Linked DNA regions of Mus musculus: region 2 is linked to region 1. A link is a contact called in public HiChIP or PLAC-seq data. All regions are on one chromosome and are shown on one strand. Each heading gives the region's core, a stretch centred on a gene start, on an enhancer-like site or on the middle of the called end of the contact. The rest is flanking DNA. Distances are from core to core; before and after follow the strand shown. Region 1 overlaps Fhit (fragile histidine triad gene). Region 2 holds the start of Fhit (fragile histidine triad gene).

The links. HiChIP or PLAC-seq counts read pairs in DNA pulled down with a chosen protein or histone mark.
Region 2: a contact with region 1 is called in a BATF HiChIP or PLAC-seq map of CD8 T cells, with 12 read pairs. The contact joins the promoter of Fhit here to the enhancer-like site in region 1. A contact is called at or near these places in 1 of 15 datasets of contacts at CTCF or cohesin (CD8 T cells), 5 of 484 Hi-C or Micro-C datasets (CD4 T cells, CD8 T cells, Th1 cells and 1 more) and 5 of 115 datasets of contacts at active chromatin or transcription factors (CD8 T cells, Th2 cells, memory CD8 T cells and 2 more).

Annotation. Positions count from the first base shown.
Region 1 is chr14:10,299,798-10,302,497 of GRCm38.p6, reverse strand. All of the region lies in intron 2 of Fhit (fragile histidine triad gene), which reads left to right. Among named protein-coding and RNA genes, the nearest start is that of Fhit, 150 kb to the left of the region's middle. Within about 2 kb of position 1,392, at least 17 of the 459 cell types and tissues checked have an H3K27ac peak or open chromatin away from gene starts, as enhancers often do. A contact at or near this core is called in CD8 T cells, Th1 cells, Th2 cells and 3 more, where this site is marked.
Region 2 is chr14:10,452,069-10,454,799 of GRCm38.p6, reverse strand. Fhit (fragile histidine triad gene) reads left to right here and starts at 1,342. Exons shown (of 7, transcript NM_001308286.1): 1 at 1,342-1,431.

The sequences.
Region 1 (2,700 bases), core at 143-2,642:
ATTGTCATTGGATGGGGAGATGGCTCAGTTGGTAAGGCGCTTCCCTCCCAAGCATGAGGACCACAGTTGAGATTTCCTGTGCCTATTTAAATGATAGGTGTGGTGGGTATTGGTTGTTTTACCATCGGAGATGTAGAGATAGGCAGATTCCTGGGACTCCCTAGATAGCCAGCCCAGTCAAACTGGTGAGATCCCTTAAGAGACCCCCTTTCAAAAAAAATACAGAGCAATGGAGGAAGACAGCCAACATTGACCTCTGGTTTTCATGTACATTCAGATGCACACGTATGTGTACTTACACAATCAGACAACACACACACACATATATATGTACACACACACACACACACACACACACACACACACATATATATATATATATATATATATATATATATATATATATATATATATATACATACATTGATTGGCTTATAATTGCCTTGATCATTGTATTTTCACTTCAAGGTCTCAGCCATCTTGAGCCTAGAACTGATGTGACTTCTGTTCCCTACCATTTGTGAGGACGTTCAGCTCCTGCCATGTTCTTCAACTTTAGCTCTTGCCTTTGACTCCCTCCAGGGCTGTGATCTAGACCACTGGTTCTTCAAGGAGGCTTCCTAGTGCAAAGGCATTAACAGTATCAGCCTACTTGTTTGAACTGCCAATTCTCCACAGAGTTCTTGGGTAGGTGGTGGTGGGGTGAGGGGTAGTGCTACCCTTTGATTTTAGCACACTCTCCTCGAGACACAGCTAGACTCTCCAGGTTGCTCTCAGAAGCTTCTCTGGCTTTACCTATTTCCTGCCCAGCAGGTCTTTGTTGTTTTTCTCAAAGCTATGGGACCTGAAGAGATTGCTCAGTGATTAGGAGCACTGACTGCTACTTCAAAGGTCTTGAGCTCAATTCCCTGCAGTCATATGGTGGCTCACTACCATCTGTAATGGAATCCAATGCCCTCTTATGATGTGTCTGAACAGAAAGATGGTGTACTTACATGCATAAATTAAAAATATAAATCATAAAAATATCATGGCCACACTTTTTTTTTTTTTTTGTATTTGAGTAGTATCTATTTCCCAGCCAGCTTTGTACTTAAGATTTTTTTTTTTTTTTGCAATGCATCTCTGAGCATGCAACAGCGCAATTCTTGGCATGTGGCAGATATTAAATAAATATTTAAGCAAATGGATGAGTGAACACTCAGTTAATAGAAAGTGACTGAGGTTGTATTTCTTCTGATCTTCACTTTTTTTGCTTGTTTGCTGTTTCGTTATTGATGTAGACATCCACACACTACCAGTTTCATAACTAATTTATCACCAGTTTATAGAAATAACTTATAAGCTACGTGAATGAGGGAGAGGAAGGGAGGTGCAGAGAGGAGAGGGAGCCCCCTGCAGTTAACTTATTCTATAGCTCTCAGATCCTGTGGCAATGACTACCATTATAGACATTGTAGTTTCAGAAGAGACAGCTTGTAATTCATCTAGCATGTTCAGAGTGAGGAGCTAACGTGTTAGATCAGGGTCAGGCAGCCAGGAATGGAATTTGCATGCACCTTCTTTACTGAGCTCTTCAACTCCACCAGCGGAGTCATCCCAACTGTCTGAGATGCTCCCTTGCTGAGGTTATCGGTAGGGAAGCCACCTCCTGGTTCTGCCTTTCCCTCTGCAGCAGCATCTCCTCTCACTCTGTTCCCTGCTTACTCATGGCTGGTGGTCTTGTTCATCACCAAGCTCATGTGCACAGTTCCTGAACACATGCACTTTACAATGCTTTTCTCATCTGCTTCCTGCATTCCCTCTCCCTTTTGTTCAGAATGTTTTCTTAAGGCCTGGACATAATTCTGTGCTCTCAGTATCCAACAAAAGGTATTTAGAGTTAAAGTAGACTTTTCTATTACTATCAGGACAGCAAAGTTTCTGTGTGGTTTTAACTTAGTGTCACACTGAAACACCTTACATCTTAGCAGGACAGGATTAGAAACAAGGTGAACTATAAGCCACAGAGGCCTGTCTCCAGTGACATAATATACAACTGTGCTTTCTGCATCAAAGATTCTACAGCCTCTGAGGAGAGAACCAATGTTGGGGACCAAGTGTCCAACATGAGAGTGTGTGTTTGTTTATGTGCAATTATGCCTGCATGCAATTATGTGTGGTATGTGAGTGAGTGTGTGTATGTGTGCTTTGTGTATGAATATGTGTGTATATGTGTGTATGTATGTATGTGTTTGTACATGTGTGTATATTTGTATGTATGCATGTGTATATGTTTATGCATGTGTATATGTGTTTGTATGTACATGTGTGTATGTGTGTGCTGTGTGTATGAATATGTGTGTATATGTGTTTATGTGTATGTACATGTATGTATGTATGTATGTATGTGTCTATGTGTTTGTATATATGTGTGTGTGTGTATGTGTGTAGTTGGGCAGATAGGACATTTTACATTCCAAGTGACTCACACATCCCCTGTCACATGAGCATACCTGAGAGAGGTTTTACTTTCTATGATCTAGAGTTAGTCAATCTATACTATGGAGATAATCCCTCTTACAGACATGGTTGTGAGTCAAAAGTGAAGATTCCCAGATGCCTTTGTTGTCCACTGGTGCCTGATACTGAATACAATTACAGTTATTGAAGTGGAGACTATTGGAAAGCTATAGAGGGAGGGAGATTAATGCAAAGGTC
Region 2 (2,731 bases), core at 93-2,592, 150 kb before region 1:
CAGTAAGTTACACTTGTCTGAGTCAGAAAGCAGCCCAGCGATGCCATGTGCTCTCCCTCCACACGGGCAGCAGTGTCCCCTCAGTGGGAACAATTTCTAGGAAGGACAGGCACAGTGTCTCACTGATGGGGTAATGATCCCTCTAGTCTCCTTTAGGATAGCCTGGAAGGTCGGGTCTCTCTACCCAAAGCTAGAGAAAGAACTTAGAACAAAGATACCGTCACTTTTCCATGTGAGACTGTGAATTCCAAAGCCGATGTTTACCTGTCTTGTGTTACCTGGGAACTGGAGATTGGAAGTGGTTTCTAAAGCTTTAGTTCTCCCAAACCGACCATACAAACCTTTTAGCCCCAGTAGTTTTTCTGGGCCCTGCTGCAAATCAGTGAGGGCAAAGCTAGAGTAGTGAAGAACCAGCCTGTTTCCATATTTGTCTTAAAAGCCATCTTATATTAAAGAAAACTAGGTTTATTCATGTTTATGATTTAAACTTATGTCTCAAGAATTGGGGCCGTGCCTGACCTGTACCCTTAACTACAAATGGTTCTGTTCTCTGTGTTTCAGGAATGGCAACCATATCTTTGTTTCAGAAGTTGTTTATTATAAACTACCTTTGTTCAAAAGGGTTGTTATAGCTACCTTGGCATGACCACTTTGTAATGCCCGAGTTGCCCCCACAGCTTTGTTTTAGGAGACACTACCTTGTCCTGTGTATGTTCTGCTCATGGAACCTAGCCTGTTTTGCCTGCCAAATTCCCCATTTTGGAAACCCTCTACCTGTGATCTATAAAAGCCATGTGTGTCTTCCTCACTTCCAATTCTGACCTATTGAACCCCTGCTTAGGGGGAGGCAGCCTGTACACATGAATCAAAAGGCTTGCTTTAATACATTTCTTGTTTTAGTCAATTTGGCCATGATGATTTGGGTCTGTGGTAGAGATGTAGGGGAGGGAAAGGCAGAGCTAAAGATTTCTGAGCTCAATCAAAAGCTTAAGTTGCTGAAGTCATTTCTCTTGTTGGTTTGCACACCAGAGGCAAAGTGCCTCAGCAGACAGCTGAAGAGCAGGAAGAGGCTCTGTGTGTGTGTGTGTGTGTGTGTGTGTGTGTGTGATCCTTAACCTCCTCACTCAGCTTGCTCCTTCCTGCATAGCATCATTGTTTACTTAGGACATTGAACAACATAATGAAAAGCTCAGGAACGTAAATATGCACACAGTGGATTACCAGGAAATGTGAGCCTCTGCCTTTATCTGTAGAGAAAGGTCAGAATCCTCCGCGAGAGCGGTTTCGCCCCGCCCCCCCACCCTTCACTCCAGCCTTTAACTGCAGCTGATCTTTGATCTCACTTCCTGAGACTCACAGCAGAGGGCTGCCTACCAGTCGTATCTGCTTCCTCCTCTTCCTGTGGATCAGTCCTCTGCTTGGAAAACACAGGTACCCCTAATTCCTAAAGTACAAAAGTCCACTCTGGAGGCTGCTGGGATGGACAGCAGTGTTGGAGGCAGACCTTTTTTGCAGTTATAATTCTCCTTTCTCTGCTCGTGCTGGGGCTTTGTTCGGGCTCTAGAGACAGAAAAGCACACGTGCTCCTCAGCAGAAATTCAAACCGCAACGATGCATACATACTACTGCAGAGGAAGCCAAACCCCGGGGTGGCATGGCCACAGATGTTCTTGGGACTTCCCCTGGTGGTTTCCCAGTGAAATGTGGCCACGTTTTTTGTTATCAGTGTTGAGCCAGTGGAGGTACAGCCCTGCACTGTCACCTTTAACAGCCTTAAGAATTTACTCTGTCTCTTAGGGACCTCACTTCAGACCCAATCAGAATTTGTTGCTTCTACATGGAAAAAGAGTTTTAGGACTAGCCAGGATGGGAAGGAGTTGATGATTGCATTAAAGATATTTTCATATACCACTTTTGTGGCCCAAAATTATGTCTGAGGAGATCACTTCGAAACCTTTTCTTGAAGGCTGGAGAGATGACTTAGTGCTAAGGAGCATTTAGTACTGCTTTTAGATCTGAGTTTACTTGCCTTCTCTTTCATCAGTGGAATGATGACCACCTGTAGCTCTAGCTCCGGACAATCCAATGTCCTCTTCTGGCCTCCAGGGCTGCAGGGATGCACTCACATGCACACACTCACACACACTTAAGTATTTTGTAATAATTAAGGAACACTTTTCTCTTTTCTCTCTATCTTGATGAGTGTGATTGGAGGGCGGCTCTGGAAGTGTGTTTGTTATCTGTGCTTATGCTAGAGAAGGCAACAGTGCAGTAGCACACGAGGGCTTTAGTACAGCCCTTCTCCTGTTTAGCAGGTTCTGGCGAGGTTCCTAGAAAATTGCACGTTTACAGCTGGGGAGTGGAAGAGCCTTCTTTAGGCAGTAGATAATTATGCTGGAATTCTTGCTTCTCTGCTGGGAAAGGCTTCTGACTCATCCTAGGTAAGGTTCTTTTCTCAAGGCCCCATAAGTTTAACTGTCTTTATCCTCCCTTCTCTGTCATTCAAGAGCTCTGTGCAAATGAGTTACCATCCCGGAGTGCAGCCTCATGTGAGCTAAAGTGGGCAAGGGTGCTGAAGAATTTCCACCTTGTCCTTGAGTAGATTCTGCTGTGAGTCTGAGAGCCTCGCACTCAGGAAATTTGGAACTTGATAAATTCATTTCACTTTGGGGACATCATATAGTCACAAATAGGAGAATAGAAGCTACCTTGTCTCGATGTCATAAGAATG